4 separate regions of the Mus musculus genome follow, and all the other regions are linked to region 2. A link is a contact called in public ChIA-PET and HiChIP or PLAC-seq data. All regions are on one chromosome and are shown on one strand. Each heading gives the region's core, a stretch centred on a gene start, on an enhancer-like site or on the middle of the called end of the contact. The rest is flanking DNA. Distances are from core to core; before and after follow the strand shown.

Region 1 (2,700 bases), core at 197-2,696, 150 kb before region 2:
TGTCTTCAGGCACACCAGAAGAGGGCATTAGATTTCATTACAGGTGGTTGTGAGCCACCACGTGGTTGCTGGGATTTGAACTCAGGACCTTCAGAAGGGCAGTCAGTGCTCTTACCCGTTGAGCTATCTCACCAGCCCCATTCGATCATTTTTAATTTAAAAAATTTTTCTTTTGATATCTATTCGTCTTAGGTTAGCATACATAGTTCATAACATGCATAGTTTCATTGTGATATTTTAAAATATACATGTCAGTGTACTTTGTACTTAATTACTCCCCTCCCACAATGACATGACCCATATTCCTGGCCCCTCCCTGGATGGTTCCCCTCTTTCCCCAGGTAGTGCCCCCTCGTGTATTCACTTAAATGCTTTGTATCAAAAATAAATAGATAGATAGATAGATAGATAGATAGATAGATAGATAGATAGATAAATAATTTATTATGAATACTTTTTATCTCTCACATTTTATAAATAGGGATTATAGTGGAAAAATGTTTTCTATCTTAAAATTTGCTAGGAGAAACATGCTGCAAACATTAAAAAGCTTAATGCCAAGTACAGCTGTTCTCTATCCTGTGTGTGTGGGGTCAAATATCAGATATCCTGCATATCAGAGATTTATATTATGATACATAACAGTAGCAAAATTACACTTATGAAGTAGCAATGAAAATAATTTTCTGGTTGGGGGGGTCACCACAACATGAGTAACTGTATTAAAGGGTCACCAGCATTAGCAAAGTTGAGAACCACTGTCCTACTATATTAGAGGGTAGAAAGTGCTTCATACACTTTATTTTTGGTTTCTTTGAGACGGGATGTCATGTAACCCAGGCTGTCCCTGAATTTCTGATTCCCCCACCTGCACCCCCAAGAGCTGGGACTACAAGCATGCACCACTACATTTGACTTAATATGTGATTTTTACAAAGATAAAAAGAAGGGCCATAAAGAGAATGAGGGAGTAACAATCTTAACAATGTGATCTCCCTCCCCCTGCCTCCCCCTCTCCCTCCCGTTTCTCCCTTTCCCGGTCCCCCTTCCCCCACCACTTCCCTTCTCCCCCTCTCTTCTTTTTCCCCATATCACAAATTAATTAAATAACACATTCTAGAGGCAATACCCTTTTTCTCTGGTAGTTTCTGCAGGTTTTGGAATCAGCCAGACTTGTGTTCCAACTCTGTCAGCCTTCGTCACAGAAAACAACCAAAACAAAACAAAATATCATCGACAACAGCAAAGAACATAAAACAAACAAACAAAAAGTCCCAAGTCCTCCGTAGCTTAAAAAGCAAACGTTTGTACAAAACCACATTGAGATAGCACCTCCCAGGCATCAAGATGACTCATAAAAGAAACACATAATGGGTCAGTAAGGATGTGGTGAGCTTTGCTGGTGGGAGACGAGCTGTTGTAGAAAGCACCAACATAAGAACAGAGTTACCATATGATCTGGCAATCCCATCTCTCGATGGAATCGGAAGCGGGGACTTGAAGTGAGTTCTGCATAGCTAGGCTCACAGCAATGTTGCTGAGAGTTACTCACAGGAGGAAACAACCTACATGTGAAAGCATACACAAAACACAGTAGATACACAGCACAGTATGATTCTACATCAAATATACAACAGTATGAAGGAACTTAGAGGACATTGCACTAGACAAATCAATCACAAGAAGAGAACGGCTATGTAAGTCACGGCGTGAGAACCGTTACATTGATAGAGGCCGTCGTGATGAAGACGGTGCCCCAAAGGTGCTAGAGGTGAGGAGAAACAGGAAGTTTCTGTTCAATGCATACAGAATTTCCGTGTCACAGGATGAAATGATAAGAAAATTCGGTGGCGATGGGTGCACAAGATAAATGCATTTTGCACCAAGCTGTACGCTTAAAAATTGATAAGATGATAGATTTTTATGTGTATACATTTTTACCACATTTAAAGCCTTTTAAACATTAGAAAAATAGAAGTGGCTGGAAAACATTAAAAACAAAGGTGTAGGGACTGCAGAGATGGCTCACTGGTTGCCTTTCCAGAAGATCTGGGTTCAGTTCCCAGACCCAACCCAATCAGCCAACAACCTCCAGTTCCAGGTGATCTGGTCCCTCTTTTGCCTTCCTCGGGCACTGCACGCAGATGATGCCCAGACACGCATGCAGGCAAAACACCCATACATGTAAAATAAATAAAATAAGATCTCAAGCAACAATATTTAAAAGACACAAAAAACATCTATTCATCTCATGAGCTGACCATAGATAGGTCAGCTGTGACTGATAAGCTCAACTCCTCTGTTAGGGATTAGTTCAGTGACCCATGTCATCTTCCAGGAGCTGGAGCTGAGGGAGGAGGCTTTGTGCTTTGGTAGAGACCGTCAGTGGTAAGGCAGACCTAATTGAAGTCACTCAGGCACATATTCATTCAAAGCACACCCTACTGACCAAAGAAAGCCCCATTGGTCAAGACAAAGAAGCTATTGGAAGCCCAGAAGTATGTCTTTTGCATACACAGGAAAGGGGAGCAAAGGCTGGGGAGGATGAATAATTTAGAATCAATAATTCAATAAAAATTGAATGAGTCACCCCCTGCCTTGCAATTTTCATGATCTGTGCCGATTACCAGTAGCAAATTATTTATACTGCAATTCACACATGTCAAGAGACACATAGAGTAAACAGATCCTGTGTAGATA
Region 2 (2,726 bases), core at 32-2,531:
TATTTTATATATTGTACGAATGACAAAACAACAATCCTGCTGATGCATCTTTCACATATTTAGTTCCCAGTGAACAAAGGTAATTAACTTATTTAAAGTGTACTTGGGATATAAGCACTGTACATAACTAACTATCGTACTACCACTTCCACAATCCCCACTGAAGAAAAAGGGCTGAAGCTGCCTCAAGGCCTATCCAACAGCTTGCCTTCGCTCGTGGGGATGCCAGACTCCCACTTAATCTTGAGACAGAGAAAGGATCTTTAACTCGCTTCAACCACTTTGACAACCTGGTCTTGAACAACATCACCAAGACCCACACAGCAGCAGCAGCTAAAACACAGGTGAGATCTGCTTAGTGTATGGCGTCAGGACATCGTCATAGGGTTTTACAGGCTACCAGCAGTAGTGTGCCCTACCTCTCTACCGCCCTGAGTGTCTCATGAATGTGTGGCCCAAGGACAGCACCTGCTCACCGAGAGACGCTTGCTTTGCAGAATGCCAGCTGTGAGTCTAGAATAAGTGCAGAGGGAGGGATCTCCTCTTTTCTTAAGTGTGACAAGGAGCCAGTTCCACAAAAGTGACCGATTTTCCATGTGGAAAATGGCCCCCTTTCTTCTGGTCGCGCCTGTACCATAAGATGGCCCTACCTCAGTGTTTGGCTTTGACTGTTCTTTACAACTCAGTACTTGTGATAAATGGGTACACGCATATTCCTGGGAAGCTTTTCATGGACAAGGAGAAAAGATGAGAAGAAATCAGATGATTCCAAACTCAGGACTTCAGGAGTCAGGAAGGACAGGACTGGAGGACATAAAACCTGTTTAGCGACTGTGAGATCCAATCCTGAAGGAAAGCAAAAGCCAAAGAAAACAGTTAAAGGCCCCCAGGTGTTTCTGCTTCTTACCACAGTCCGTCCTCTGAGGCCTTAAACCCCACAGGCTGTGTTCTCTATTCCGTACACCTTGGGAGACATTAGGTTCCAGTACAGGACATTTAAGGAAAATTAAAAGCCTAATCCAAGGATGGCATTGCTTATCTGTCAAGTCCTTTTCAGCCTCTCCCAGTGCTCTTTGTAGTTTCCCCAGACAGCTCAACATCTTGCCAAACTCGGTCGGTTTTGAAGCCACAAGGCAGCACAAAAAGAAAGACCTTTTCCTTAAGGTTTTTACAGATAAACTCTGTTCACCTCTTAAACTACAAAGGGGCCCTCCCCTGATCTCCACCAAACTGTAAGTAACGCTCAGGGGAAACCCCTGAACACCCAGGACCTGCACAATGACTCAACGACACTTCCCTATTTACCAGACACACAAGAGCAGCACACAGCAAAGAACTGCACACTGATAAGCAGGGCGTGGCTAATGGTTCTGGCTGTTGTTCGCAGTCTCAGCCACTGAGTTCCCAGAGGAGCCACGCTGAGCTCCAGAGGACAGGCCTATCCCCTGCTATTTGCTCTGAGCGTCCACACGGCAGCAGTGGCCACTGCTGGAAGTGTCTGGATCTACTGGAAGTGGTTCTCTTTTCTGAGGACTTGACCTTTTAGCGGACAGCACAGGCTAATCACTTGGCAGAGAGAACAGCCTCACAGCCTGAGACATTCTAGAAAGAGAAAAGTCCAGAGAGCATCCCCTGGCATCCCTGTTGGTATTTCAGATAGGCAGCAAACAGGCTCTGCTTTCTTTCCAAAGTTGCGTGTGTTGTGCGAATGTATGCGTAGGTGCAAGTACCCACGTGTTCCTGTGGAGGACAGAGGTCAACATGGATGTCTTCACCCATAGCTGCTTTTCCTCTTAGGTTTGGAAACGGGCTCTTTTATTGAACCCATAGCTCCCCATATGTGTGTGTGTGTCTTTCCTGAGAAGCTATTTTAAACCTCTGGCTGGGAGTAGGGGTTGGCAAAAGCCAAATGTAGACAACGGGAGTTTCTAACTCACGATCAGACACACTGGATGGTTTGTGTGACAGGTGACCGGGAGGAGGGAATGAAATCCCCTGTAACTGCAACTCCAACAAGACCATCAATGTGAACCAAATGAGGTCCAGGCAGCAGAAGAGTCACCCCCACTTTAGGGAGGGATCTCCCCGCCTGCCCCCCCCCCCCCGCCCCCGAGGGTGTCAGGGAAGGAGTGCCAAGAGAGGGCAAGGGGATTTAAGATCATGGGTGCTCTGCTGAGGAGGCAGCTCAGAACTACACACCAGCACACGTTCCATTCTCTGTAGTCTCAGTCTGTGAATGTGGTAACTAATCTCTTACCTCTGTGCAGAAGTAAGGGCGATATTATATGTGTCACCCTTCGATTTCTGTAAGAACTTCAGCTTGCCTAGACACACCTCCTGCCGCTAACCAGAATCTTAAACGGAAAGCAGATCTGTGTCCCATCCCAGCTGGGGGATTCCCAAGGGGACTGTGTGTCCCTGTGCATCTCTTTTTATGTGCATGTTTACTGGAGAAAGAAGAAGCAGAGAGTCAGAAGAGAACTTATTTTTAAAGTGAATCTGGAAAATCCCTAAATACACTAGTTTCCAGGAGTGAAAAAAAAAAATCTCAAGCTGGTTAGAAAGTATCTTTTGGATTCAAAGAAGAGAAGTAGTCACAAAAGCTCACCTGGAAACCACTTTCAAATGAGCTTGCTTATACGGTAGATCAACTGAGAAGCTAAACTTTGCAAATCAGACATATCTTGGCGTTTCTTAGATAAAAGGGTTGTGGGTTAAGGACGGTT
Region 3 (2,792 bases), core at 279-2,778, 180 kb after region 2:
GGGAATGCCAGGGCTAAAAAGGGGGAGTGGGTGGGTAGGGGGTTGGGGGTGGGTGGGTATGGGGGACTTTTGGGATAGCATTGGAAATGTAAACGAGGAAAATACCTAATAAAAAAAGGAAAAAAAAAAAGAAGTTTCAGCTGCGGCAGAGACCCCAAGATATTAGAGGAAGGCCTATCAGATGACCACTAAGGAGAGCAGTAGATATGGAGTGGACCACCCTGCCTAGAAGACAACCTGTGTGTGCTGTGGCATTGGTCACCTAGAGCATTGGGGCTTCTAAAGCTCCCTGGAGCACAGAAGATCATAAATACATTCCAGAAACCAGACCGTGATCTATTTATGTTATTAGATTTAAATTTTGTTTTTTAACTGATTGTAATTGCACCCTGGTTCTTCCCTTTTTAAAATAAGAAAATATGAAATTGATTTTGTGTTTTATAGCAGCCCACATTTGAGAGACTTTGGATATTTTAAGGAGACACTAAGCTATTAAAGTGTGGAATTTTTTTAAAGACTGTGGGACTTTTAAAAGTAGGACTGAGCTTTACCTTATGTTACGATATTAACATGATATCTTGAAGATAAGGGAGTTATTCGGTAGTGATGTGTCAAGATCATAAGCGGTCAGTTGTGCTGGCTAGTTTTTGTCAATTTGACACAAACGGAAGCTAACTGGGAAGTCAGAGTTGCCTCCGTCAGACTTATCTGTGGGGTATTTTTCTTGGTTGCTGGCTGATTTAGGAGGACCTAGTCTACTGTAGGCAGCACCTCATTCCTGGGTGGGTGGGCCTGGGCTTTAAAAGGAAGAAAGCTGAGCAAGCCAAGGTAAGTAAGCCATAAACAATGTTCCTCCACCATTTGTGCTACAGCTTCTGTCTGCTGCTTCCTGTCTTGAATTCCTCCCCTGCTTTCTCTTGATAATGGACTAAGAACTACAAGATGAAATAACCCTTTCCTACCAAACTTGATTTTCTTAAGTGTTTTTATCACAGTGACAGAGAACAAACTCTAGTGGAAAACAACTGCTCTTATGAAGGGATTCTTGCTGGGTTCATGGGGTAGGTTAAGTTAACAGGAGTAGGTAAGCTCTCCTGAGAACAGGTTTATACTAAAGAATTAGTGTAATTTCTCTTATTTCCTCTTACCTCATGCAGCCTTTCTGTCTAGCATGCTGTGACAAAGTAGAAGGACCTTACCAGAGACTAAGTTTTCTGTAACCATTTCCTCTGAGATTGAAACCTCCCATCTTGGAGGGAAGCTCTTTAAACTCAGGAAGTAAACAACTCCTCTCTCTCTCTCTCTCTCTCTCTCTCTCTCTCTCTCTCTCTCTCTCTTTCTCTCTCTCTCTCTCTCTCTCTCTCTCCTAGCATATATAAGCTATAATGTCTGCTGATATGTATTTAGAAACAAGCTGAACTGTCTGCTGATAGGTATTAAAAAATGATGAACTATCTGGAAGAAGCAGAGATCGTCCAAGATGGCAGGAAGAAGCTCAGATCTATTGACTTACCTAGAAAGAGCTCTCTCCAACCTTCTGATCTACTTACAGTTGTGCAATGCACACTAGGTTTCCAGCTTTGGTGAGCTGTCACCCATGCTGGGACCGGCTTGGGTGCTACAGATGTCATTTTTACTCCTATCATAGCCCCTTACCTGTAAGTAAACCCCCCCCTTATTGGTTCACAAATGTGAAATACCAATGTGTGATATATGAACTTTGAACTGTCAATGGTTGTCTATATGGGTTGAGTAGATGCTTGCTAATTCCTCTACAGGAATAGTATCACATAACAGTACTTGACTTGGGAACTTTAGCCTCTAAAACTATGAACTAGCGAAACTTATGTTTATAAATCACACAGCTTCAAAGATCTTGCCATATCAAACATAAGATAGATGGTTTTCACATGGCTAATGTCTTGCAGTCACAATGCAGTTTATCTCCAATTCTCAGGAATAAATTGTTCATCTTCTCATGCTAGATCAGAGTACCACCGAGAAGACACTATTTTAGGAAAAGTTTCAGGTTCTTTTAACTCAATAAAAGTGCAGAAAATTTGGATTTTACAGGTTATCCACAAATTAACTGTGAAACATCTAGTTACGGTTCAAGAGACTGTCAGTCGTACCAACAAGAATTCAGAACTGCTCCCTTGTGAACCATTGCACGCTCTTTGCTAGCTGGGCCAGGAGGGAGAATTTAGGAATAAGGAAGACAGCATCTTGAACTCCTAAGGGTGTCTATTCCTAGTATTTTCCTGTGTGAAGATTACTACACATTTTTATTCTGTAAAGGCTGAAGACTTTAAGAATACACAGTATTTTCTTATTTTTCTGAGTCATCTTCAGTTGCTTTAAATTTTTTAGTTGTTTTTTTTTAATTAAACAATAGTAGCAGAGTGTAATATTATTATAAAGAATAACTTTCCTCTAAATGTTACATCTGGCTGTGGTTTTCTAATCCATTAAGAGGATTTTCAGCCCCTGGCAAGGTTTATAGAGCGTTTGACTGGTTCTACTATAAATTTGATTATGTGACCAGCTTCACAGGGGAAAGCTTTGCCAGGAAGCAGTATTATGAACTTTGGTAAATGCATGTGAACTAGTATTTCCCAGCTACTGGGTAAATGCTTGACTAATGAATCAATCAATAATTCACAGAATAAGTAGATGGCAAGCTATCTCACATTTTTAATGGTAGGCCATAGTGTTACTTTGTTCTGTCTGATACTATTACTGAATACTCCTCCCCTACCCCTGCAAAGGAAATAAAACATGTTCTCTATCTT
Region 4 (3,027 bases), core at 211-2,710, 160 kb after region 2:
GTAACTTCTAATTTGATTTCTGAAGGTCCTGCAATGAAAGTGTATTATGCCTTCAGCAGTAGGGCCTCACCATCTAGTCGTGGTGAGCAACCGAGACCAATGGTAATAGCTGTGTTGTTTGGAGGCATCTGGGGCCTCTCTGACCAATACTTTGGAGAGAAGTACCTCACATATGGCATTAAGATTGTCACTTAATATAGTCCATGTCCTCACCTGGGGAAAGTATTGTCCACATATGCAGGGTGTCTTCATTCAAACTGTTTAAAAAAAAACTGTATAATTAACTTACAAAGCAGTTGATTCCTGTAAAGCTTTTATTAATTTGGGCTTAACCCATCCTTTACTCCCCTCCTCCCCACCCCTGACTTCCCACCAGTCTCCTTACTCACCCAAACCTGTTTAAACCTTTGATCCCGTGCCACTTTCTTATCTGACTATCCCCACCTGTAAGGCCCCGTCCCCTCCCCTCTCTCATGTGTACTTTCTCTCCTCATGATTTCGAACAGACACTCCAAATTAAACAGACCAATCGAGGACTTTGAAGCTAGGGCCCACACGTGCCTGTGTAGCATTAGTCTTTCTGGGCCTGGCTGGCCACAGCAATTCTCCTTTCGTGGCGCCTTTTCTTGTCTTCTGGCTAAACTTTAATCTATGTTTAGTTCCCAAGCCTGCTTTCATCTTTATGCTTTTCTTGCGTGCTTAGAATGACAATGGGAAATGTCTTGAATCTTGCTTGGCTTCTTTTCTTTTTTTTTTTTTTTTTTTTTTTTTTTTTCGAGACAGGGTTTCTCTGTATAGCCCTGGCTGTCCTGGAACTCACTTTGTAGACCAGGCTGGCCTCGAACTCAGAAATCCGCCTGCCTCTGCCTCCCGAGTGCTGGGATTAAAGGTGTGCGCCACCACGCCCGGCCTGCTTGGCTTCTTTTCATCCTTAACGCTCTGGACTCTGTTGACAGAACTGTCTACGGTCCATTGTCTTTTCATATTTTACTCCAGTATTTTAGCGTTACCTTTTTGAACATGTACGTGATACAATACTAGGAAATGGGGATATTTGTTTTGTTCTCTAAAATTGTTGGCATGTGCTTTCTGATTAGCTCCCCCTGTGTTACGTTTTAATAGGTGCCCCATCCCCTGATACATGGCAAAGACAGGTCATCATTCACTTAGACTTCCAATTTCAGTTCTGACATGAACTGTCCTGTTTACCATGGCTGAAATGTGCATTTCAGAAAGTTGACTAATCCAACAAAATACAGATCTCTCCTTGAGTAAGCCTGAGGACTTAGGAAAATCTGTACTCTAGGTAGATTTTTGAGGTGTTTATTTGCACAAGTAGCTTGTCATTCACACGAATTCACAAAATAATCTGAAGACAGGGAGTGGAATGGTTTCAGCTGGTGAGGAAGGATTCCATTCCTGAGTGACTCATGTCCGTTGTGTGTGTGTGTGTGTGTGTGTGTGTGTGTGTGTGTGTGCTATGTGTAAGCATGCCTGTTCACTTGTTTGAGTGCATGTGTGCCATGGGGTGCACGGGGATGCCAGAGTGCAGCCTCAGGTGTCAGTCTCCTCCCTCTGTCTTGTTCAAGACAGGGTTTTTGTTGCTCACAATGGGGAATGGCAGCTTCCAGTGTTAAGTCTCAAACCCTGGGACAAAAGGTTGATGTGCCTATTTAGCATATCAAAGGGGTCCTGACCTCCAAATTCTCCCAGCCTCCTTCATTCCTTACTTGTTACAGGGTATGGCTGATGTACTCCACCCTCTACCCCTGCCTGCCTCCCAACTCTCCAGCCCAGAGGCTTGACTGCCCTTCCCCCAGAGAGTCTTCCCTATACAATCCAGCCATTTAGATATTTTAAATAAGCACTTTGGCTGTTTGTCTGCGTTTGAAACTTAACATCCAGCATTACATTGGGTTCTAGGGATCTGAATTGATGCTCTCATATTAGCATGGCAAAAGTTGGATCAACTTAGCATTATCCCAGAACCCCATGAATGAGTCTTAATGGAGAGAGGGGCTCAGAAGGGATTGGTGAGAGCTGTCATGAAAAAAAAAAAACAACAAAAAACCAAAAAGAGTCACTTTAATACAGCAGCTTTCGTGGCCAAGGTAGCAGATGTGATTGGAGGAGAGGTGGGGAGAGTAGGGGAGTACCTCTCTTCTTTACTTGAGGGAATTCTACTTCATGTCACGGAAAAGACTTCTGGAAACACATGATTTATATGGCAGTGAAAAACATTTGCTGAAGATTTGCTAGACATGAGCAGGCAGCAGCTTTAGCCTGTATCTTAGTTAATTTTCACACTGCTACGACAAAACCCCCAACAAAAACAGATTAAGAAAGGAAAGGCTTTCTTTGGCTCACATAATGGCTATAGTCCACTATGGCAGGTACGCCATGAGCTTGGTGGCTAGGGATGGCTGGGAGCACTGTATCCCCAGAGATTATTATCTAGAACCCCATCAGACCATGAAATGGAGCTATCTACAGCTGGGGGAGGGGGAGTTATGCTTTCTCAATTGACCTAATCTAGAAAATCCCTCAAACACAGGCACAGGGGTTTGACTCCTAAATGAAGCTAGATTCTGTCAATTGACAGTCAGTATTGATTATTACAGCCTGGAAATCCAATGGGAAATTGAGATGAAAGATATTTAACCACTAAAAGGACAGAGATGTTGTATATTGCATGTTACCTGGGTACCCCATCTTCTCATTTTCCCAAATGACTCTTTTGATATTTAGTGATGACCATTTTTGTTACAAATGTCAACAAAGAGTGGGTCTCTTATTTCTTTCTTCCTAGTTTTATGGCTATTTAGGAAACCCTTTAACATGTATCTTCCTGCCATTTACATACAGAAGTCCTAACCTCTGGTACTTCAGAATTTGGAAATTGCCTCTTTAGTATATCATCGCCGTCTAAGCTAACCTAGTATTATCAGTGTTAGGAAGAAAGAAACTCTGGGCACGGGGCTGGTGAGATGGCTCAGTGGGTAAGAGCACCCGACTGCTCTTCCGAAG

The links. ChIA-PET counts read pairs in DNA pulled down with a chosen protein or histone mark. HiChIP or PLAC-seq counts read pairs in DNA pulled down with a chosen protein or histone mark.
Region 1: a contact with region 2 is called in a BATF HiChIP or PLAC-seq map of CD8 T cells, with 12 read pairs. The contact joins two enhancer-like sites. A contact is called at or near these places in 1 of 15 datasets of contacts at CTCF or cohesin (CD8 T cells), 12 of 484 Hi-C or Micro-C datasets (the Ba/F3 cell line, the HL-1 cell line, the N1E-115 cell line and 8 more), 6 of 115 datasets of contacts at active chromatin or transcription factors (CD8 T cells, bone marrow-derived dendritic cells, embryonic stem cells and 3 more) and 1 of 9 other capture datasets (embryonic stem cells).
Region 3: a contact with region 2 is called in an RNA polymerase II ChIA-PET map of memory CD8 T cells, with 48 read pairs. The contact joins two enhancer-like sites. A contact is called at or near these places in 2 of 484 Hi-C or Micro-C datasets (bone marrow-derived macrophages and embryonic stem cells) and 11 of 115 datasets of contacts at active chromatin or transcription factors (Th17 cells, embryonic basal ganglia, embryonic stem cells and 4 more).
Region 4: a FOXA1 HiChIP or PLAC-seq map of pancreatic cancer cells shows a contact between it and region 2. The contact joins two enhancer-like sites. A contact is called at or near these places in 5 of 484 Hi-C or Micro-C datasets (embryonic stem cells and pancreatic cancer cells), 9 of 115 datasets of contacts at active chromatin or transcription factors (Th17 cells, double positive thymocytes, embryonic stem cells and 2 more) and 1 of 9 other capture datasets (embryonic stem cells).

What each region holds. Positions count from the first base shown.
Region 1 is chr8:57,426,370-57,429,069 of GRCm38.p6, forward strand. No RefSeq gene overlaps it. Among named protein-coding and RNA genes, the nearest start is that of Gm34099, 25 kb to the left of the region's middle. Within about 2 kb of position 1,447, at least 64 of the 459 cell types and tissues checked have an H3K27ac peak or open chromatin away from gene starts, as enhancers often do. A contact at or near this core is called in the Ba/F3 cell line, CD8 T cells, the N1E-115 cell line and 3 more, where this site is marked.
Region 2 is chr8:57,575,095-57,577,820 of GRCm38.p6, forward strand. All of the region lies in intron 2 of Galnt7 (polypeptide N-acetylgalactosaminyltransferase 7), which reads right to left. Among named protein-coding and RNA genes, the nearest start is that of Gm25379, 27 kb to the left of the region's middle. Within about 2 kb of position 1,282, at least 206 of the 459 cell types and tissues checked have an H3K27ac peak or open chromatin away from gene starts, as enhancers often do. A contact at or near this core is called in the Ba/F3 cell line, CD8 T cells, the N1E-115 cell line and 4 more, where this site is marked.
Region 3 is chr8:57,757,828-57,760,619 of GRCm38.p6, forward strand. No RefSeq gene overlaps it. Among named protein-coding and RNA genes, the nearest start is that of Gm2921, 41 kb to the right of the region's middle. Within about 2 kb of position 1,529, at least 6 of the 459 cell types and tissues checked have an H3K27ac peak or open chromatin away from gene starts, as enhancers often do. A contact at or near this core is called in memory CD8 T cells, where this site is marked.
Region 4 is chr8:57,731,366-57,734,392 of GRCm38.p6, forward strand. No RefSeq gene overlaps it. Among named protein-coding and RNA genes, the nearest start is that of Gm2921, 67 kb to the right of the region's middle. Within about 2 kb of position 1,461, at least 30 of the 459 cell types and tissues checked have an H3K27ac peak or open chromatin away from gene starts, as enhancers often do. A contact at or near this core is called in pancreatic cancer cells, where this site is marked.